Linked DNA regions of Danio rerio: regions 2 and 3 are each linked to region 1. Evidence: chromatin contacts called from public Micro-C data. All regions are on one chromosome and are shown on one strand. Each heading gives the region's core, a stretch centred on a gene start, on an enhancer-like site or on the middle of the called end of the contact. The rest is flanking DNA. Distances are from core to core; before and after follow the strand shown. Region 1 holds the start of fam193a (family with sequence similarity 193 member A). Region 2 overlaps arhgap10 (Rho GTPase activating protein 10). Region 3 holds the start of arhgap10 (Rho GTPase activating protein 10).

Region 1 (4,583 bases), core at 862-3,361:
GGTCACACAACTAAACACCATGCAACACTTAAAATTAAAGCAATGAAAAAGTATTATCAAAATCAGATAAACACATAACCGATAAGAAAAAAGAGCCATAATAATGTCAGCAAAAAAAGGATAAAATGTCATGCAGAGAATTCAGTAAAATTTAAATTACAGTTATTGACCAGATATATTAAGGAAACACTGTTAACCGCTAACATATTTTACTGTAGCATTTTTACAGTTGTTGAAATTTTGGCCATGTTACAGTTCTTGTTTAACCATAGTTACAGAATTGCCACAACAGTTTCACGTGGATAAGAGGCCTAAAGAATTGAGAGGGGTCTGGATGCAGACCTGGTGCAGTGCAATCTGAGCTGCATCCAATATTTTTTAATGGACTTACCTAACCCCACCCCTAACCCTAACCCTAACCCACACAGTGATGTCACTCACTCCATTGTGTCTGACATTGCATCGCTGAGTGATGCAATGTCAGCTTGCATCATAAAGGCTGCATCCAGAATCTATTAAAAAAAATCTACACACCATTTCACCAGCAGCACAAGCCTGAACCACAGATGCAGGTTGGATTCATGCTTTTTGTATTAACACCCAATTTTTACCCTAATCTCCCAATGTTGCAGAAGAAACCAGTATTCTTCAAACCCTGTAACCTTCTCTCAACCATCTTTTGCATGTGTGAATTGTAGCTTCAGTTTTAGCAGACAGGGTTGCTTCTCTTCTGCTGTTGTTGCACATCTGCTTCAATGTTAGATGTTTTGTGCATTCTGTGTTGCGCTTTAGCAGCCCTTGGTTGTAATGAGTTCTCCTTTACATTTGCCTTTTTATCAGTTTGAACCAATCTGGACATTCTCATCTTACTTCTGGCATCTACAAGGAATCTTTGCTCATAGAATTGCCACTCTTTTGAAGCTCTCTCTCTCTCTCTTCTTTCTCTCTCTCTCTCTCTCTCTCTCTCTCTCTCTCTCTATCTCTCTCTATCTCTCTCTCTCTCTCTCGTCTCTGTAGAACCTACATGGTTGTCCATTAAAATTCCAGAAGCTTCGCACAGTTTGCGAATAATATAATATATATATTAATACATGTATTTGAGGCAAAGATAAGATACATAATGCAAAAAAAATAATAATAATCTAAGATTTTAATGATTATATTTTACAGTAAAATGTAAAAAAAAATCAAACGTACATTTTCAGTGTTTTAGGTAGTTTTTAATCAATCTTTTAAATGTTAAAGATTAAATTTGTTGTTTGGGCAGCATAAAGTACACTTTTCTTATCAATAACGTGTGTTTGAGTTTTTTTTCTTGCATAATACATATTAAGAAAAGGCACCTATTTGGTGGAATGTGTTATTACTAGTTTCGTATTAGTTATTATTATTAATTACTCTTTATGTTATTTAACGCTTATTTTCTAAAAACATATTTACGTTATAAACTCTAGTAACAAAGAATAAAAGAAACTACACGTACAGTAGCATTTGCTGCACCACAATCAAAAATTCATGAATTTTTAATGGGCTTTAGTATGGGGGAAATTTGACCCATGGATCACAGGTGAGGAAGCTGAGAGAAGCCAGAAATATCTCTAACAAACACCACATTCATTTTATAAATAGCCTGAGTGAATTGAGCAGTCAACTATTTTGTATAATAACTGCAGAATAGCCTCATATACTGTTATATCAACGTAAAATGGCGCCATCTAATGATATTTCCGACTATGGCGATTGGAAAATAACAAAAAATAAATAGGCAAAATAGATAAAATACATATTTACTATACCATAAAATCATAAAATAAGAATTAGAAAAACAAAAACAACAACTGTAAAACTCAAAAGCTGGATGGGAAATAAAATAATTTAAATGATTGATAAAGAGCTTCTTTCGATTACACAGAAATTATATTTATATTTTCATACACAATTCCTTAAGGACTTGCATTTTTTAACAACCACATTCACCGAGCACCAACACACAACATGTAAACAAACCTTGTTTGCGTTTTCTTGTGACTCGAATACCCACAAGCCCCAAGCGCACCCCATTGCGTCATGTCGTAAACGCCATTGGCCAATTCCTGTTGAGTCGGCCATATTGGAATTTGAAGTCTGCTATACTGTGAGCAGGTCGGCAGGCTCTTAGATTATATCTCTCAAAACAGCTACATTTTAACCGTATCAGCAGCGCCAGAGCCTGGCATTGCACCCGAGACCCCGCGGTTTACTGACGGAACGCTGTCGGGGATTTTCGTGGGCTGGAAATGAGTCCTACAGACGCCAAACGCGGAGCGAAGCGCAGGAAGAATAAGCGGGGCGGCGGCGCAGGGAAGGCCGGAGCTCCGCCAACACCCTCCAGCAGCAGTGCACACGGAGACCCGAGCACCATCCCCAGCCTCAACGGAGAGGTGAGCCGCGACTTGGGCATGCGGGGCGGTTAATAGTGCATCAGAGTTTGACTACAGTGTAGTTTAGTTCACAATTCTTGTTAATGCAGGCCTAGGAGAGCTACTGGAGCTGATCTCACGTTTACATGGAGCCCGAGCTGAGCTCCTCTGATCTGGAGCTTTAATCTTAAACAGTTCCTGGTCTGATCACAGAAACATGGGAGGAAAACTGTAGAGACGTGCGGAAAGGATGTTCAGAGGGTTTTCGTGCAGTGTATGTGGAAGTTTGAATAAATTTTGTGTCACTAGAAGTGTTGTGAAGCTAACTTGACAAGCGCTATATGCTGTAAGCTGAAGTGTTTACAGATGTAACGTTATTTGAATGTTTATGATGTTATCATCCTTACTTAATGGAAAAAAAGTAGCAATAAATATAGCCTTTTAACCGAAAGTGTCACTGTTCATGAACTGCTTTCCACTGTAGATAACAGGTAAAAAGACCTAATGCTAAATCCCACCATGTGTTTTGCCATTTACGATCAAATGGTTCTCATTGCAAGTGCTCATTCATTTGTTTTTCTAAAAGGAAATGTCAGACTTATTATGTATTCTAAAACATTTATGTATTTACTTATTTATTCTGTCATTTATTAATGCAACAACTGCCCTTCTGAACTCCAGTAGTGGTGTCAGGTATGAACAAACCGGAAGTGCTTCAAAATAATCAGCGTAAATGTCAACAAACCCTTTTATACGCCTGTCAGTGGTTTTTAGTTGAGGCTTGTGCAAAGTTTGTCCTTTGGAAATAAATGTGATATTATGTAATGTCACTTAGCTGAGTTAGCTCTTACTTTATATAGACATGTGCTGATGATATTCAGTAATATACAGTAGTGTAAAGGAACAAATTAAGAATACTCAAATTACTGTAATTAAGTAGTTTTTCTTAAGAATTATAATTTACTTAGTAGTATTAAAAACGTGTACTTTTAATTTCCTTTGAGTACATCTTTAGTGCTGTATCGGTACTTTTATTCCATTACTTTCCTTCAAACTGCAGTCACTAACAAATTTTTTTTGTCTATGGCGATTAAAAAACGTCCAATTTAAAATCAAACAAATATCAATGTCTAATGATGTTAAAACTTGTGTGGACGTTACCACTGACATTCATCCGATGTTGCATTTTGGTTGCCATACCTGACAAATAAATGTCAGTATTTCAAATCAATAGGATGTTGGTTTAAGATGTTGGCTTAACGTTGGACTTTGGTCACTTTCTAACACAATTTAAAATCAACCAAAAACCATCATAATTTGACGTTGTTATTGGACATCAAAATAACATTGTACTTACTATACGTTCACACCGAAAGTAGCAGGAACGTCAAAGTAGCTGAAAGTCATTAATTTTCAATGGGAGCTGGCATTGAGGAGCAGTGTCGTGCGTCTTCGCCAATGTGGGCGTCGGGGAGAGTTGAAATAAAGCAAATTTTATGGTAATGAGCTATAGTAATAATAAACTATAGCAGACAGTGTTGTCGCCAGGGCGGCCAGAGCGACCTTTGATGCTCTCACTGCCTTCGGTGTGAACGTGCAATTAGACGCTGGCTAGACACTGAATTTTTGTCACCTGAAGTCATGACCTAAATCTATCCAAATATTAGCATCTTATGGCATTGTGTGCCTGGTGGGCAATAACTAAATGCACTACAGAATGTTACGTTTACACAAATCCACAAAATAGATGTAAATGCATCAGCATTCTACAGCGTAATACTCGCTACTCACTACTCTTGAGTACTTTTGAAAGATTTACTTTTTACTCATATTTGAGTAGTATTTACAACAGATGCTTTTATTTGCACTACATTTTTAGAAAAGTAATGGTACTTTTACTTTAGTATGATTTTGCAGTACTGTTTTTCACCACTGGTAATGCAATACAACGTGAAGATGCTTGATATTGTTATCTTATGTAAGCCTTTAGAATGTCTTTTAAGAACATACAGATTGTTGTATTTGCAGTAGGGTTGGGCGATGTCGAAAAATTTGGTATCGTTCGATATCTTATGTGAAACATTGCGATGGTCGTCATAGGCGGAGGTGAATAAAATATTTATCAATAATTAATTAATTAATTAATTAATTAATAACTAATTAATTATTTGTAGTCTACTGTTT
Region 2 (4,344 bases), core at 691-3,190, 430 kb before region 1:
CACACAGAAATGAAAACTGACCCAGCCGAGGTTCAAGCCAGCGACTTTCTTGCTGCAAGGCGATCGTGCTACCCACTGCGCCACCATCATGGCAGATGTAGTTTCAAACATGTATTTAAGTATGTCCTGTGATAGCAAAGTTAAATTAGTTTAGGAGCACCCATGATCCTACAATAATAGTAAAAATATTGGTGATATTTTTTGCGTAAGAATCACCAAAATTTACTATAATAAAAAAGGAAACATTATGAATATATAATATATCTACAGTAAATGTTAATCAGTTTATTGTGCCTTTGCTGAAAAATTTAGTATTTTATCGGTATTAAAAAAATTACTTATTGACTTCAATTTATTGACTTCAATCTAGATGTGCATTGCTTCAGATGTGTTGCGAGACTGCTGTCTGTGTGTGATAGTCTTACTAGCCAATTGAGTGATCACACTTGCATTCTGCCCAATCAGAATTGCACAACTGCATGCGGAACACCCACAATAAAAAACAAACAATCAGGAAAGCGCGGACAAGTGGGCCGTTTGCTGCTTCTTAAGCTTTAATAGCACTTTAAAAACAGGACATTTGTAATATGAGAATATTTTAGTTTCAAAGTCACAGACACCAAAAAAAAAAAAAAAAAAAAAACCCAGATAATTTGTAAAAGTGTCATAGACTTGTTGCCACAGTACGATAAAATACAACAACCAGCATCTAAAAAGCTAAAAAGTCAATTGAATGTATTGCCAGGGACACTTAATCTAGTAGCAGGCAAAAACAAAATACAGTTTCAAAGTACAATTGGTTGTTTCAGCCATGTTAGTTTGCTGAGTGTTCTTTATTTTTATAAAATTATTGTTTTTATTTTGTTTTTATAAAAAGCTACACTATCTCCCTCGTTTGAGTTCAACTTGTTTACAAGAAAGGTTAGGTAAGATTATTTGTTTAATATCTGAATATTTATAATTTAATTTGAATAAATGTAAAATTGAATTTTAGCAGTAAGAAGCCACGATACAGATTATTGAGCTAAAGCTTGACTCGCAAATCAACTCGAAACCACAATATCTGTCCAAAAAATTGCAAGTAGATATTTTCACTAAATCGCACAGCCCTAATCAATCAATTACATATATATATATATATATATATATATATATATATATATATATATATATATATATATATATATATATATATATATATATATATATATATATATACATATAGAAAAAATGCATTCACCATCATCTTTTTTTTTTCATTATTTTTTCCATTTGAGTCATTCATCATGCAGGTTTTCAATTTACCCTTTAAATTAGGAAACATATTAACAGGAATAAAAAAAAGATAGGAAATCTTGAGACAAATCAAGTTTTAGATTTTTCTGCCAACCTTCTCCTCCCTAATGTAAGTTATTTATGTCATAAATCAACCTCTCTCTCTCTCTCATTTTGTAATGTCTATAAATATTACAGCTAGAGTGAATTAGGCAGTGATCATTGGCAGTGAGATTGAAGATTGTGTTTATACTTTATAATTGGAGGCAAACTGCATTTACTGTCAGAATCAAAACACCCTATCAAACTCAATTGTTTATAAAATGCGAGTCAGTTCTTTTCTTATATTTATCGTGATTATTGTTTAATTTAATTTCTGCTTTTCTTTGTGTGTTTGTGTGTGTAGTGTTGCTGCCAACAGCAAACAGAACCTGATGACGGTGGCGAATCTAGGTGTAGTGTTTGGCCCCACACTCATGAGGCCACAGGAAGAAACCGTTGCAGCCATAATGGACCTCAAGTTCCAGAACATTGTGGTGGAAATTCTCATAGAACAGCATGAAAAGGTGAGCGACAAGTTACACATAATGAGTGAGTTTTATTTATTGATTTTCAAACTCTCTAACGTTATGCTATACTAAAGTTGAAGTACTTTTATCTGCAGCCAGCAGGGGGAGCTATGTGTTTTTTGACTGGCCGCTATTTAGTTGGCTTCTCTTTCTGATGGCTCAAATACAGTTGGAGCAACATTCTCATTTGACTAAAATACAGGTTAAAACACTGACTTAATCAGCTTTAGTAACAGTAATCTGGTTAATCCTTAAATGGGGTTCATTCTGAGGGACAAAGGCAAAAAGAGTGGGATTACTTCATAATCTCTGAATTATTTAGCCTACATCTGAAACGGGGTGATGAATTGCTTTCATACTATGTGCAATGTTGTGACAGATTATCATATTTCAGTTCAGCTTTCAAAATAAACACTGGCATCTATTAGTCACTTTGGCTGATTAGATCTTTGCAAATTTTTTTAGGGTTGCCTAAAGTTGTTTATTTAATAATAATAAATAAAAAATGTAACAGTAATATAATAAAACAAAATGTTCAATAATAATAATAACATTATTATTATTATTATTATTATTATTATTGTTGTTGTTGTTGTTGTTTAAAAAACGTTTTATTATTATATTTATTTATTATTATTATTATTATTATTATTATTATTATTATTACTAATAATAATATTACTATTATTAAAAGTTTTGTTATTTTATTTGTGTATTATTATTTTATTTTAAGGTTTTGCTTTATTAAAACTATTATTAATCAAAGTTTTGTTGAATATTAATTTATTTGTTTATTATTCTCATTATTATCGCTATTATTATTATTGTTGTTATTATTAACCGATTTGTTTTATTATGTTATTGTTACATTTTTTCATTTTATTTGTTCATTATTACTATTATTTTTTTTTAAAGTTTAAGCTTTGTTTTATTATTATTATTACTATTATTATTATTATTATTATTATTATTATTATTATTATTATTATTATTATTATTATTATTATTTGACGCTTTGGTTTATTTTATTAGTTTATTATTATTATTTGTTTGTTTGTTTAAGTTTTGAATTGTATTATTATTAGTAGTAGTATTATTATTACTATTATTATTATTATTATTATTATTATTATTAATATTATTAAAAGTTTTGTTTTATTTTATTTGTTTATTATAATTTGTTCATTTTAAGTTATTATTTATGCATTCATTCATTCATTCATTCATTCATTCATTCATTCATTTTCTTTTCGGCTTATTCCCTTTATTAATCTGGGGTTGCCACAGCAGAATCCAGCATTTATTTTTTACGCAGCAGATACCCTTTCAACCGCAACTCATCACTGGGAAACCCATACACACTCATTCGCAGACATACATACACTATGGACAATTTTGCTTACCATTATTATTATATATATTTTTAATATTACTATTAAAATGTTTTAGTATTATTATTATTATTATTATTATTATTATTATTATTATTAAAGTTTGAATAGCTGGGCTTCCAGCTAACTCTATCATGCCTCTTCAACTGCTCCAGAATGCAGCAGCACGAGTGGTCTTCAATGAACCTAAACGAGCACATGTCACTTCGCTGCTAGTCCGTTTGCACTGGCTGCCAGTTGCTGCTCCCATCAAATTCAAAGCTCTGATGTTTGCCTACAAAGTGACTTCTGGTCTTGCTCCTTCTTATCTGCTCTCACTTCTGCAGATCTATGTGCCCTCCAGAAACTTGCGTTCTGTGAATGAACGTCGCCTCGTGGTTCCATCCCAAAGAGGGAAGAAATCACTTTCGCAAACGCTCACGCTCACTGAGTCAATCGCTACTTTCAAGAAACGACTAAAAACTCAACTATTTAGTCTCCACTTCACTTCCTAATCTGCAATTGCCTCTCTGAATATCACACTAACTGTACCCAAAAAAAAAAAAAAAATTCCTAATACTACTAATACTTCCCTTCTTAGACTTTACAGACCTGAAACTTGCCTATAGCACTTATTCATTGTTGCTCTTAGTTGTGTAAATTGCTTCCTTGTCCTCATTTGTAAGTCGCTTTGGATAAAAGCATCTGCTAAATGACTAAATGTAAATGTAAATGAATATAAGAACAGCTCTCTACTCTAGCAATCAAACTCTAAAATGTTGTTGATATTAACTTTGCTTTAAATAAACATTGTAATGGATATATTTAAAAGACAGAAAGTGGTGATGTGTATGTTAAAATATCATCGAATCATAATCATGCAAGAGATTTGTAAAACATCTGAAAATGCTGATTCATCCAAATCAAAACATGTGCAGCCTTTTGTGAGTGAATTGTCACTAAATTATTTAGTTGTTTATTTATTATTTTTGTTATGCAGATTATAGCAATTTAGTCTTTTGGAATCATTGTAGAAATGTATTTGCTATTTATTATTACATATTTTTTATATGATATTTATTTGAATGAAACCAAGCACTTTCAACCAACTTCACTCAGCTAAGCTACAA
Region 3 (4,282 bases), core at 833-3,332, 510 kb before region 1:
TAATATTATTATAATATTATTACATTTATATTATATTTAAAATATAGATTTTTATTATTTAAACGTATTTTAATAGAAAACAGCTATTTAAAATAGCAAAATATTATTTAATATGTCTGTATTTGTGATCAAATAAATACACTCCTGTAAGAAACAAAATGTAATATTAACCATAAATCTTTGAACCAAAGTGTTTACTTTATACACTAATTATAGATATGCAAGTACAATTTGTAAAAAAAAAAAAATAAATAAATAATATATTTTTTTATAATGTATATATATATATATATATATTTGTTATCTTAAAACCACTAAACAACAAGAGCAAGACCAGGCAATAAATAAATGAATAAAAATAAACAAAACCTGAAGAGGTGCTCTCCCATGCTGTTCACTATAATCTCATCTACAGGAAACAATTCCATAGCTTGTTCATAGCAATCAAAGAGGTCCTGGATACGTCCAAGAGAGTCCAGCTCTTCTGCCCATTTAAACAAGGTAAATCTAAATGACTCCTGTAAATACAAAAAAAAAAAAAAAAAAGCGTTAAAAAAACTTTAAAAAAATGTTTGAATCTATATCAAAAATAAATCACTAAACTCCACATTTCTGTACTCCACAGACTGATCAGAAATTAAACAGTGATTAAATAATTAAGGAGGGATGGAAGAAAAAAAAAGTTACATTAGCAAAGTCTTTCAAAGCTGGAGCAAGGTTGAGAACTAACAGATAGTGAACAAAAGCAGTGCCATAGTCCTCACTGAACAGACACTGCTGAGCACTTTCCAAGGATCTTGACACCAGCTCATTTCTTGCAGCATCTTCCCTCTGAGCTCGTCTATGACGCCTCGTTCTCTTTGGTCTTGTAGTGGCATTAGGCATCTCTTCTGTGAAGGACAAAATCAAGATCACAAACAACTGGTTAATTGAAAAAAAATGCATTGCAAATATTAATAATAACAATAATGATAAATAAATAAATAATGAAAAATAAACTTCAATTAATAAGTAAATAGTCAAATAATTTAAAATATCAAAAGTATTTTTGCCATGTCTATTATAACTTCCCAAACATTCTTAAATCAATATACATCTACCTAATCAAAAATATCTTAAGAATTGATTTCTGAAAAAAAGTTCAATAAATAAATAAACAAAGTTCATCACTGCTTATTTATTGTTTATGAACTTTCTTTTTAGTTTTTCCATTTGTGTTTGTTCCATTTGTGTCAGTTTAGGTATACTGGAGTAAGTAGTTCTGTAAAGTAACTTATATGTGACCAAACAACGATCTGAAAATGACTCGTTTTTAATTAAGAATTGCCTTTCATTAATAGTTTATATGAAAAAAAAAACGTTTCCATGCAGCAGAATAAAACCACTACATCAAATATTGTAGAAATACGAAACCAGAATTGTTGCATTTTCCATTTAACATGCATAATTTTATATTTCATCCACCATCACTCTTTCAATATTTTCTATTTTTATTAAGGAGATAACGTTGATTTACAGCTTATTTTACCTGTTTCCGCTTGCTAGTTTTCAGAATTCAAGCGACTCCAACCTGTCGCTGGATTTACACTCTAAACTGCGCTTTAAACATATTTCAAATATCTCTATATATATAATAATAAAACAGCTTTTCTCCTAAAGCTCTGCTTCTGCACTGCACTGCAGGTCCGTTCCGTTTAAACACGCCGACGGAAACAACATCCGCTATTTTAGAGTTCCACATATCATTTTCACACTCTACTGACTCCGATAAAGCCACTCGTCTTGTCTTATTAAAATATTTACGTAGAAAACAAAAATAGAATTATCCTGAGTGATTTACATGACTACATAAGCTATATGTGTAAATTCCCATAGCATCACTGCCCACACTCCGTTGTTCCCCCTCAAAAAAATCCCGATTTTCCAGAGAGCCAAGCGTGATGACGTGATGGCAGAAAAAGCCCCGGAGTCCTGCACGCGGGAGGAGACTCGCGCTCGACTGTCATTCGCGGACCAAAAACCACACTGGATATTATTACCTCTATTTCAAGCGATATCGGTGTAGCCCAGAGCTGTTTTATCTTATCATACACGAGTTTAAACCCGGGATTTACTTAATCCAGCCAGGACTAAGTTTACTCGTGCGCCTTTGGAAAGAGTTCCATTCCCAAGAGGAGTCCCGACGCGTTTAACGTTAGTCTTCCTAAAATACACGAGCACGCGTTAGAAACGACTTTTTAACAACAGCCTTTTTATTCAGCTTCTTGATTTGACCATTTTTTGTATTTATTCATTCGCTGGTCTCTTTGTAACGGGATTTAAACGCTAGCTAGTCTTTAAACTAGCTGAGTCCAGTAAAAATGGGTTTACACCCGTTGGAGTTCAGTGAATGTTACCTGGACAGTCCTGCTTTCAGGGACAAAATCAAAGCTCATGAAGCAGAGCTGGAAAAAACAGGCAGATTCATCAAAGAGTTGTACAAAGATGGAAAGAATCTCATCAATGCCACCAAACGTAAGTGTCCTGTCATTTTGGCTCTGCTTTAAAATCCATAAAGAATTGTGTATCAAATGAAGAGACAATTTTCCATTTAGTCAATGTTTTATTCATGTTATACAAGTGTAATTTAATATCAACAACTCCAATCAGGACGTTTTTGTGTGTTTGGTCAAGGTCATCACCATGTCATTACTGTTTCCACTACTCGAGAGGTTAAAAAACTGCTAGGTTAAAAAAGCACACCGTTCATTTGGTGTATATAAAATGAGCTTGCGTGGCATAACACTTGCTGACCTCACCCGTTTTTTTTTGTGTGTGTTATGATTCACACTAATTATGTGCAAATCGTCAGGTGTTTCAAGTTTGCATTTTGATCAGTTTGCATTAAGGATCTTTGCAGCACTCAAGTCAGCTGTTTTAAAAGGCAGTATAAGCTTTCTCAAGTCAAATCAGCAGTTCTGTATGTTTCTTATGAGGCTTATCACCTTTGTCATGTGACCCTCTTCTTCACCTCCACGTGTTTGGCCTATTGTAAACATTTCATGACTATTGGCCTGTGTGTGGATTTATTCATGTCGGCTTTTTTCCGAGAGTTTAGAAGCGAGCAGGAAAAAAAGGCTAAAAATAAACCTGTGTTTTATGTCTTGGATGTTCAGACCATTTTTGGACTTGTTTGAATTATTAGGGTCTGGTTTGACTTATCTTTACTATGAGTATTTGTTCTGATAGCATGACGTATTTTTGCAAATGAGAAAAAGATGACTTGCGGCATGTTTATTTTATATTGGGTGTTTCGTTTCTCTTTTTCTTTTTCGAATTGTTTCACAGTTCCCAGATTATGGTCTACTGTATGGCTAAATTAAGATGTGCAGGCCTGAAGAATCATGATGCATATGCCCACACAACCACTGCCCACATCATAATGATGGCCTGGTTAGCTTAGTTTTACTTGGCTTAAAGTGTAGGAAACATAAAACAAAAACCAGCAACCAGTAATAACACACTTCTCTGATAATTTGACCATTGCTAGAATCTTAGGTTATTTAGTTAACTCAAGATTCCTTCAAGAAATTATTAGACAAGCAAATGACAAGCGAATTTGTATGTGTTGTTTTATTATGTGTTGTGATATTATTATTATTATTATTATTATTATTAGGGCTGGGCAATTTAGCCTAAAAAATCTCGAAGTGAAAATTAATAACTAGCACTTTTGGAAACAAAATCAATTGTTGTCAATGTTCTTTATATTAAAAGTTTAAAATAAGCAGTATTACTTCTAAATAAAATAACTTGTGTATATCCTGTAAATAATATTTTCAATGGCAGATTTCTTGCATCCACTGTAAACAAATGTTTTCATTCATTCATTTATTTTATTTTCGGCTTAGTCCCTTTATTAATCTGGGGTTGCCACTGCGGAATGAACCGCCAACTTATCTAGCATATGTTTTACGCAGCGGGTGCCCTTACAATTGCAACCCATCACTGGGAAGCACCCATACACACTCTTTCACAGTCATACACTATGGACAATTTTAGCTTGCCCACTTCAACTATATCGCATGTCTTTGGACCTTTGGGGGGGGGGGGTTTGGAGAACCGGAGCACACAGAGGAATATAATCAAATAATCACCCAGCCCCAATTATTATTATTATTACTATTACTGTTATTTTTATTATTGTCATTAATGGCGATGTCAATCAGTAGGTCTCTCATTCATATTGGGGTAATGTTGGATTTATATTAGCACATTCTAACTCTCTCCTTAATAATATAAT

The links. Hi-C and Micro-C count contacts between places; a contact is called where the count stands out from the background.
Region 2: a Micro-C map of caudal fin shows a contact between it and region 1, with 4 times the contacts expected there. The contact joins the enhancer-like site here to the promoter of fam193a in region 1. A contact is called at or near these places in 2 of 18 Hi-C or Micro-C datasets (caudal fin and hematopoietic stem cells) and 1 of 4 datasets of contacts at active chromatin or transcription factors (embryo).
Region 3: a Micro-C map of caudal fin shows a contact between it and region 1, with 4 times the contacts expected there. The contact joins the promoter of arhgap10 here to the promoter of fam193a in region 1. A contact is called at or near these places in 2 of 18 Hi-C or Micro-C datasets (caudal fin and hematopoietic stem cells) and 1 of 4 datasets of contacts at active chromatin or transcription factors (embryo).

The regions. Positions count from the first base shown.
Region 1 is chr1:40,405,206-40,409,788 of GRCz12tu, forward strand. fam193a (family with sequence similarity 193 member A) reads left to right here and starts at 2,112. Exons shown (of 23, transcript NM_001328395.1): 1 at 2,112-2,420. The coding sequence starts at 2,277.
Region 2 is chr1:39,978,596-39,982,939 of GRCz12tu, forward strand. It overlaps arhgap10 (Rho GTPase activating protein 10), which reads left to right. Exons shown (of 23, transcript NM_001045250.1): 18 at 1,682-1,841. Among named protein-coding and RNA genes, the nearest start is that of prmt9, 85 kb to the left of the region's middle. Within about 2 kb of position 1,941, at least 1 of the 62 cell types and tissues checked has an H3K27ac peak or open chromatin away from gene starts, as enhancers often do. A contact at or near this core is called in caudal fin, where this site is marked.
Region 3 is chr1:39,893,351-39,897,632 of GRCz12tu, forward strand. arhgap10 (Rho GTPase activating protein 10) reads left to right here and starts at 2,083. Exons shown (of 23, transcript NM_001045250.1): 1 at 2,083-2,514. The coding sequence starts at 2,361. prmt9 (protein arginine methyltransferase 9) reads right to left here and starts at 2,154. Exons shown (of 13, transcript NM_001130767.1): 1 at 2,040-2,154; 2 at 688-890; 3 at 370-518. The coding sequence starts at 885.